Regions from separate parts of the Sus scrofa genome. Here region 1 is linked to region 2. A link is a contact called in public Hi-C data. All regions are on one chromosome and are shown on one strand. Each heading gives the region's core, a stretch centred on a gene start, on an enhancer-like site or on the middle of the called end of the contact. The rest is flanking DNA. Distances are from core to core; before and after follow the strand shown.

What was found. A called contact is a pair of places that touch in the nucleus more often than the background predicts.
Region 1: a Hi-C map of alveolar macrophages shows a contact between it and region 2, with 1.6 times the contacts expected there. The contact joins the enhancer-like site here to the promoter of TMEM30A in region 2. A contact is called at or near these places in 10 of 47 Hi-C or Micro-C datasets (alveolar macrophages, blood, embryonic fibroblasts and 5 more) and 1 of 2 datasets of contacts at active chromatin or transcription factors (alveolar macrophages).

The regions. Positions count from the first base shown.
Region 1 is chr1:90,669,983-90,675,278 of Sscrofa11.1, reverse strand. It overlaps TMEM30A (cell cycle control protein 50A), which reads right to left. Exons shown (of 7, transcript XM_021092349.1): 2 at 3,332-3,439; 3 at 75-182. Among named protein-coding and RNA genes, the nearest start is that of COX7A2, 24 kb to the left of the region's middle. Within about 2 kb of position 2,283, at least 1 of the 83 cell types and tissues checked has an H3K27ac peak or open chromatin away from gene starts, as enhancers often do. A contact at or near this core is called in alveolar macrophages, where this site is marked.
Region 2 is chr1:90,637,634-90,642,376 of Sscrofa11.1, reverse strand. TMEM30A (cell cycle control protein 50A) reads right to left here and starts at 3,106. Exons shown (of 7, transcript XM_021092349.1): 1 at 1-3,106. FILIP1 (filamin-A-interacting protein 1) reads right to left here. Exons shown (of 7, transcript XM_021092328.1): 7 at 1-4,743.

The DNA.
Region 1 (5,296 bases), core at 1,034-3,533, 34 kb before region 2:
ATTTCTAATGGAACAATTACCACATGCTCTTATTTCATAGATACCACAGCTTCATATTCCATTATTTCACTTACAAGTAAAGCACCATGATCTCCATTTAGTTGACTATCATCTCGAGATTTCACATAACGACGATGGTTTTGATAGAAATTAGACAGTCCATAGTACATAAACACATTGCCCTAGAGAAACAGAAAGGGTTACATTCACATAAAACTATTAAGTGTGAAGTTGACTCATGCATTCATAAAAGCTATGTAATTTGGGTTTTACTAGTTTAAAATCTGTTATAACTTAAAACAGGAACTGGGGTGATTTCTACTAGAACTGGGATGATTTCTACTAGTATTTAGCAATCTAAAATTGTACAAATTGTAAATAAGGTTAAAGTAGGAATGTTACAAAAATCTAGGAATAAACTCTGAAAATACCCTGAAAACCTCAACTCTATTAAAGAAAAGCAAACAAACAAAAAACCTCTCAAAGAATCAGTTAACCTAATCTGATCTACTTTCAATTTAAAATCTTCTGTAATTCAGAATGGTCTTCACCCAATTAAAATCAACTTTTCAAAGGGATGATAGTCAAACTTTCATTTATTGCCCAATAAATTCTGAATTTGAATTGAGACATGATAAATTTCTCAGTAGGATACTATATAACATTAGCAAGGAAAAAAGTAATACGTAGTAAAGTATCAAATATAATGAATCACTTTATAATATTCAAGAAAATTACTTTAATGTATTCAGTGTCAGCAACTTGAAAACAGCCTAGGAAAGAAGGATAACCTATATACACCACAATTATTTAGGAGATGCTATGAAGTCATCTTGAATGATAAAAATTTTTAGAGGTGGTAAAAACATTAGCTATTTTCTCTTTTCTGGTTGCTACCTCTATTGCTATAATCTTATCCTCAATTAAAAGGAATTCAGAAAAAAAAAAAAAAAAAGGAATCCAGCAACATTTTAAGTATGCTTTATTTGATGTGCTATTTTCATATACATCATCGTTTATTTAAAACATCATTTGCTGGAGTTCCCATCGTGGCTTAGTGATAAAGAACCTGACTAGTATCCATGAGGATATGGGTTTGATCCCTAGGCTTGATCAGTGGGTTAAGGATCCAGAGTTGCCATGAGCTGGGGCTGTAGGTGGCATAAGCCACTTAGATACTGCATTGCTGTGGCTGTGGTGTAGGCCAGGAGCTGCAGCTTCAATTCAACCCCTAGCCTGAAAACTTTCGCATACCTCAGGTATGGCCCTAAAAAAGCAAACTAAACAAACAAACCCTGTGATTTTCAAATGTCAAAATATGCAAATTTTCTCGTTCTGTATAAAGAAAACATTTACACAGAAAGCTTTTATTTATTTATCAGTTGGTTCGCCTTTTCTTCTCTGATTTTTCTTCTCCAATTCAAAGTTTGGGCTTGTGAAGGAACACAGAGCCCACAAAAGAATGAATCTGAGGATGATCACCTCTGCAGAAGGAAAGTTCTGAAATATTAAACCATTTTTGAATGTGGGAGGAAATGGTAAAGTTTCTAGGAGTTCCCACTGTGGCTCAGTGGTTAACGAATCTGACTAGGAACCATGAGGTTTCAGGTTCAATCCCTGGTCTTGCTCACTGGGTTAAGGATCCAGCATTGCCGTGAGCTGTGGTGTAGGTCACAGATGTGACTTGGATCCTGCGATGCTGTGGCTCTGGCATAGGCTAGTGGCTACAGCTCCAGTTAGACCCCTAGCCTAGGAACCTCCATATGCCATGGGTGCAGCCCTAGAAAAGACAAAAGATAAAAAGACCAAAAAAAAAAACTAAAGTTTCTAAATTCATTACTAGTCTCTTCCATGCCTCTAATCAAGTAGAAACCTAATGCATCTTTACAGTTTGTCTGTCACATGAGAAAATAAATTTATAGGTTATTTCTGCCAAAACAAAATAAAATTAATTAAATTCCTGTCTTAACCCTAACTTATTTTCCTATTTTTTAAAAAGGGAGCATTACCGATCTTTCCGCTGTGGCTCAGTGGTTAACGAACCCGAATGGGAACCATGAGGTTGCAGGTTCGATCCCTAGCCTCGCTCAGTGGGTTAAGGATCCGGCGTTGCCATAAGCTATGGTGTAGGTTGCAGACATGGCTCTGATCCTGTGTTGCTGTGGCCCTGGCATAGGCCAGTGGCTACAGCTCCAATTAGACCCCTACCTAGCCTGGGAACCTCCATATGCAGTGGGTGTGGCCCTAGAAAAAGACAAAAAAGAAAAAAAGGGAGCATTACCAGCCATTACCTTAGTGCAAGAGCATCTGTAACCACCAGAGGGCAACCATTTACTAGAGATTTCAGAAGGCATGACTTTCAGAAAATTTAAAGTGCAGAAAAATTTTAAAAGGTACATGTATTAAAGCAGTTTCATTCCCTGAAGAATAAAACAATAATTCTTTAAAGCTCAATTTCAGGTTAAGGAAAGCATAAACTGGTCTTGCCATGCCTATTCTCAATCTTTGTGTCCTTCAGCATCTTCTCAAATTCCAAGAACGACAGACAAATATAAATGCAAGACACACAGACCACACACCCACCCACACACCCACACAGTGTTCTAACTTTGCTTATCAAAGGTTTACTAAATGTTTGCATTCATGGTAATATATCACATCTGATGAAAAGTAATACAATTAAATAATGGGTAAATTAGTATTTATTTTCTAAAGTAAAACTTTTAGCATTAAAACTAGGCAAAACAGATTGAGCAATCTTTTTTTTTTTAAATGGCTGCACTTGAGGCATATGGAAATTTCCAGGCTAGGTATCAAATCAGAGCTGCAGCTGCAGGCCTACACCACAGCCACAACACTGGATCTAAGACACATCTGCAACCCACACCACAGCTTATGGCAAGGCTGGATCCTTAACCCACTGAACAAGGCCAGGGATTGAACCTGAATCCTCATGAAGACTACGTCAGGTCCTTACCGCTGAGCCACAACAGGAATCCCTGAGTAAAAATTTTTTAAATACAAGTAGATGTCAATACTAACCAGATACAAAAGCGATTTGTTCAGTTATAAAATACTCCAGAAAAAGAATAAAATAGGTCTTAAATTTAGTTTACAAAGTACCAGCTACAATAAATTATTTAAAATAAATGTACTTAATTATCAGACATCATAATGTAACAGCCAAACAAATCAATCTTCCTCACGGGGATATAGATGCCCAATAAATTAAAGCAACATCTTGACAGAAATAACTAGTAAAAAAAAGTTAATATAATATCAATATTTTTTAAAGCATAGCTTTTCCAGGACATTCTTTGGGAATACAGACCTCGAATGATTGTTCCAATGTGAAGTTAATGGTACAAATGCAAGATGTCACATTTGGAGACAAACATTTATTGCAAGGGCTGGAAGGCTCTGTTCCGGTGTAATCAATCTGCAAGAGGAAACATAACTTAAGTACATGTCCTTGGAGAAAGCGTATACGCTTGCTATCAGAGCGATGAGTCCTATGGAGCATCTACAGCCCAGAAAAAACTTTTATAAGGTCATCTGTTCATTTTGCCAGTGTGAGGGAGTAAAAACTAGAAAGAGTTCTATGCTATCCTATTGGCTCATCTCTCCAAGTCAAATCCTCGCTCCTTTTTACCAAAAGAAATACAATTATGCATTTATAAAATCAAAAATATAAAGTTCAAACTGCATGATGTATAGATTTAAATAGCTATAAAGTTTAAACAACTTTTCTGTCATCTCAGCTTTCCATGGTACACTTTCAAATAAAAAAAACCATCTGGTTTCTCAAGGTGACAGAGATAGAGTAGACACAGGTAGTTGTAGAAGTCTGGATAAAAGACCATATTTAAAGAGGGAAACAGGGGACATTGAGAGATCACTGCAAGTTAATAAATTGCTCAAGAAAACCATCATCAGTACGAGGCAGGCTAGCTTCATTAGTGGAGCCTTGAGAACTGCCTCAGGTTATTGAGTGGGAGTTGGGATGAGGCCTGCATTCAGATTCAGACCAAGGGCAGGAGTTTGAGGACCACCTTTCTGTTCATTTGAATACATACCTTACCAGATACCAAGGAGGAGCTAGTACTCCCAGAAAGGAAGAGGCGGGCTTTTCCAACGCCCACTCACCTTGGATGATAAACTGTAGCCCACCAGATCCTCAAGGCAGGGCTTCCTCGCCTGCCTGCTGCTTGCATCTCTCACAAGTGTCCTATCTTAATAAATATATTTCTTCCCTATCACTTTGTCTCTCACTGAATTCCTTCTGCATGGAGACATGAAGAACCTGAACCTTAGTGAGTCCAGACACAGGGTGAGTGATTCTAATTTAAAACCTCAGGTTTAAGTCCCAATCTGGTTTTAGGCTGGGTTCGAGTTCTGGCACAAGGGTTAAAGTCCCAATCTGTGTTCTGGCTAGGTTCAGGGCGTTAATGTTGTCAGTTTCAAAGGGCTACCGTTTTTTTAAAAACCTGGTGTTGGACAATTAAGAATCTGTCTTATCTTTGTCCTGGGTTCCTGGCAACAAGCTTCTAAATCCCTTAAAACTTTGCTGGTGATAGGAGTATATTCGTTTTGATTAGCCCTTAAATTCATACTAAAGTTTATGCTAAGGAGATGGCTCAGGTAGGGACCAGTCAATTACCAGAAAGACTAGATTAGGGACTCTGGCCTGGCCCAACCTCTGAGAGGGGGAAGGCTGGAAATTTAGTTCAGTGATGTGGCCAATGTTTTAATCAATCATGCCCACATCATGGAATCCCAATAAAAAGGCATAGGGGAGCTTCCGGGGTGGTTAACCCATCAATGTGCCCTGATTCTACAGGCAAGGCCACAAAGCTCGGCATGCAGGACCACCCCTCCCCCACCCCCCAGACCCCATTGTAGTGACTCTTTGTTTAGCTGGTCTTAATGTATATCATGTACAATAAAACTATACTTGTTAAGTCTAGAACTTTCCTAAGTTCTAAGAGTTATTCCAGTACATTATGGAATCTAAGAGAAGTGAGAGGAAACTTCCAGATTTATAGGCAGTTGGTCAGAAGTGCAGGTGGCCTGGAGACCTCTGGAGTTGCAACTGACATCTGAAATGAGGGCAGTCTCGGGGAGGGGACTTATTATCATTAACACATTAATAAGACTTCCTCTATGCAAGGCATAACATCAAGTACAAGGTGGATACAAAACTCGTATCTTATACTTAGTCAATACAGTTTACAATCCTTTCTACTATTCACATATTTCATCTGATCCTCACCAAAATACTATAGAATTATCCTCA
Region 2 (4,743 bases), core at 1,857-4,356:
TGTACCCATTGTCTTTGGTTCCTAAGCCCAATCACTTGGTGACCCAGTGCTGCCTGGATTCAGACCCCTCCTCCACCGAAACTGCCTTGCTAGCTAATTCCTATCATACATCAAGAGTCGAGTCAGTAGTCAATTTGAGGCATCTTTGTCCCCTCAGATGAGCTAAGAACGGCTTTCTGAGCACAAGGCAACTTATACATACTTTTATCCTTACACTTACCATGGTACTGAAAAATATCTGTTCATCTTTTCTACTAGATACAAGCTTCTCAAAGTCAGAGACATTTTTATTCATTTCTACATTTCCAAGATCTGGCAAAGTGCCTAGGACATAAAAGATATTCAGTAAACCTTGTTGAACTAATCTGACCTACTCTCAATGAACTACCATTTTAGTGAGAAATACAACCTGCCATCAAACAATTGAAATATAATGAGGTCAGTGCCATAGAAGACGTGTGTGCCCAGGGGGTCTGAGCAGGTACCACGCCTTGTCCTCTTTATGACGTCAAAAATTAAACTGTGAGGAAACAGATCCTAAGATCTGAGTGATATTTTGGTTTTCCACCCAGGAAAGAATAGAATCAGAAATAAAGGGATACAGAGAAAGTTGAACCTCATGCTACACTTATCATTAATGATTTGCAAAACTGTATACCCTGGCTAATCATGTTCTTATTCTCAAGCAAGATCTTAGCAGGTTGCTGTTGCCTTGGAAACAGAGATCTCTGGTAACTTCCACTTTTGGGAGATACTCAGTTTGTTTGCTTGTTTAGTCCATTGTCCCACTTCCTACTTGCACTGATGCTCTGCCTGGGAACTGGTGCTTAGCTCTCTTGCTATTGTTGTATAGACCATCTAGTGATCTGATGAGGGCCCTTGATCCTTGCAGAGAGCATATCTTCCTTTAGAATCCATGATTATGGAGAGTCTTGTCTTGTTTAACCCAGATACTTCATATATGAAACCTTAAAATGAGCATAGAGGCAAGGGAAGAAACAGCAGACTACCCAATTTTGTGAAGAAAACCTGGGGTCTTACTGCTGGGGTCTCTCCCTTTGGGATTAGGAGTAAATTACTAAGTGCCTACAAGACACCCTGCCATTTTGACTGTGCATATTACTTGCTCTCAGGGAGGAAAAGAGATATGCAGTGGGAGCCAGAGAGACCAAAACTGAGAACCATGGAATGGTTCTGTGAAGATGCAAGGAAGAGACATGGCAGCTGGAAGAAGGAATTACATTATCCTTTACAAACATTTATGCAGCTAGTGTTTCACTGTGAGCAACACACAAGTCCTGCCTTGGAGACGCTAACCACCAAACTAGGGAGAGAGCTTTGTACACCAATGCTGGTCAACAGGAGGCAGAACAGGATAAATGGCTTCTGAAGAGAAAGAAGAAGAGATTTTCTCCTCAAATATACCTGTCTCTGAAAGAAATGCCAGAAATAACGCTGGAGAAAACTAAAGGAGGACTGAAAAAATCATCTATGTCTTCCAGGGAACTGGGTTCCAACCACTATCTGCGGATTGGGTTGTTCTGCCCAGAACCACACAGTCACTAAGGGTTGCCCCCGTTAAAGAGAGGTCTCAGGACTTAACATCTTTCATGGGTTCCTTGGGATTCAGTGAATACAAATTTCAAAAGTAGATTTTAGTGACATTCAAAAAAGAAAGGAATAGGGGGCAGTGTGCCCTATTACCTACAAACTTGGGGCCCAAGAAAGTTACTCCAGTTTCTCTACCCATGAGAAAAACCAGTTCTCATCAAAAGTGACTCCAGGCCAGGGCTCAACAGGAGTAAATCCATTTGAGCCAAATATTGTGGAAATCCTGAGAACCCCACCCCCCTTCTCCTGGGAAGTCATGAAATGACGGAATAAACAGCATTTTGGACGGGCTGGTGCCCTTTTTTTTTTTTTTTTTTTTTTTTTTAAAGGCTGCACCTGTGGCGTACTGAAGTTCCCAGGCTAGGGTCAAATCCACAGCCACAGCCAAGACCATGCCAGATCCGAGTCACTTCTGCAACCTACACCACAGCTCACAGCATCCTCAGGGATCCTAGCCGGCTGGTTACCTATGAGCCACGAATGGAGCACTTACCTATATGCTCCTCCAAGAAGAGAGGCCACAGCGCCACCCTGTGGGCAAGATCTCTAATGTCTGCAGCTCTCCAGTGGAAGGCATCTTTTTTTAGACCTCTGCCTTGCCTGCTTTTTTGATATTTGTATCTTTAAATAATAAATAGGAAAAACTCATTCATTTGTCCCAAATAATGCAAAGATAATTTATGACTGGCTATGCCTATGGACCACCATTCCTGGCAGAGGGCTGATAGACAAAAGCAGCCAGAGCACAACTCCACCATCAACCCACCCCCACTTTGCTGAAACCATTACCTAACAACCATTACCTGCAGCTCCGCGGCGGACTGCTGGCAAAACCTCAGCAGTATTTCCTTTACTGAGTAACCTACCATTAGAATGACACCAGAATGCAGTGGGAAATATCTGAATGTTGATGGACAATGTATTTAAAGAGCGGAGGGGCAAAAGAAATTCTGTAGCAAGTTCCATCTCTTGGTGTCTTGCAGTTTCCATCTCACTAAGGACTCAAACTATGATGTAACTCTGAGGAATTGTGCCTCTTATTTTGGTAGATCTGCTGAACCACCTCTACTTAGTCACAGTGAAAAACACCACGTTTAAAGAAAATATGAAATGAAGTGACTCTTTTTGCCGCACCTGGCACAATGCTGGATCCTTAACCCATCGTGCCACAGCAGGAATTCCCAGACATAACTATCTTATTTTTATTTTTTGCTTTTTAGGGCCATATCTGAGGCATATGGAGGTTCCCAGGTTAGGGGTCCAACTGGAGCTACAGCTGCCAGCCTACGCCACAACCATAGCAACGTAGGATCCGAGCGCGGTCCACATGCACCAAGAGCTTAAGGCAACACCGGATCCTTAACCCACTGAGCGAGGCCAGAGATTGAACCCATATCTTCATGGATACTAGTTGGATTCGTTTCTGCTGAGCCATGGCAGGAACTCCCAGACATGGCTATTTTAAAGCAAACAATTTAAAAGAAGATCAAATACTCATTTTAAATGATTTTAATTTGATGAATATTATGTTCCAACTGAAAAAAGAATATTGCACAATGCTTTCATGTCACAATTGTTATTTTTCTCACCTGGTGGGATTTTGATCAACAACACTGACTTTGGAAATAACACAGAGAAAATCTTAATTTTTTTTTTTTTTGTCTTTTCTAGGCCACACCTGAGGCATATGGAGGTTCCCAGGCTAGAGGTCTAATGGGAGCTGTAGCCACCGGCCCACGCCACAGCCACACCAATGCCAGATCCAAGCAGCATCGCGACCTACACCACAGCTCACATCAACACCGGATCCTTAACCCACTGAGCAACACCTGGGATCGAACCTGCAACCTTATGGTTCCTAGTTGGATTCGTTAACCACTGAGTCATGATGGGAATCTGAGAATGTCCTGATTGATTAAATAATTTCAATACCCTGTGAAGAACTAAAAGTAGGATGTTACATTCATATAAAAGACAAGTACATATCCATAAATTCACTCAGCTGTGGTGAAAAATAATAAACTTCTCATGGATTTAATACAACTTAAAGAAGCCAAAATTGAGAATGCTGTGAAAGTAAAATGAAGCTCCCAAATTTTTCAGTGTGATCTCTTGCTTTTGAAAATACAGTAGACCTGCAAGACTTCTAAGAGTATCTGATCACATTGGAAGCCTCTTATAGGAAGCTAACTTTTTTTTTTTTTTTGCTTTTTCGGGCTGCATTTGTGGCATATGGAGGTTCCCAGGCTAGGGGTCCAATTGGAGCTACAGCTGCCGGCATACACCACAGCAACGCAGCATCCAAGCTGCATCTGTGATCTACACCACAGCTCATGGCAATGCTGGATCCTTAACCTACTGAGCAAGGCCAGGAATCAAACCTTCAACCTCTTGGTTCCTGGTCAGATTCATTTCCACTGCAACACAAAGGGAACTCCTAACATTTGATATTTTAAAAGCTAAGTCCAAATAAATACAAATCGAAACTGGTAAAGTAACAAAATCTGTGAATGATGAAGTCAAATTTCCTGAATAACATAAACAAATACAAAGAAAACAACACCAGAAAATAAATGAATCATGACATGGCACCTATAAACATTTCTGTCCAAATTCATGAATCTACAGAATTTTCCCCAAGTAACAAACACAGTTTTCATCATAAAATTATGGAATAAATGCTAAAAATTTAAGAACATAAAATTTTAGTAGTCACTGAGCAAAATTAATTCCACAAACACTCCCAATTTTTAGGGATTTATGATAATTTTTGTTGTTTTCCCTCTTTGCCTTCTGACTAGTATTTTTAGCAGAGGCATAGCACTGGGGCGTGAGCGAAAATAGGCTTCAAGTGCCAGATATGTGTTTTTTTTTAAACTTCACATCTTGCATTTTTATTATTTTTAGAATTGTTGCTCATTAGATTCATGAACACACCCTACTTTTGCTATGTTTTTTATTTATTTCCATGAAAATTCAACCACAGTTTAAAGAGAAAAGACAGAAACATATTAATTGCATTGTGTGATACGCCATTTACTCTTGCTTGTCACTGATTTTTAGAAGCCATGAATTATTTCAGTAGGATTGGTGTCTCTATTGATGTTTAAGGTAGATATTCCATACCATGAA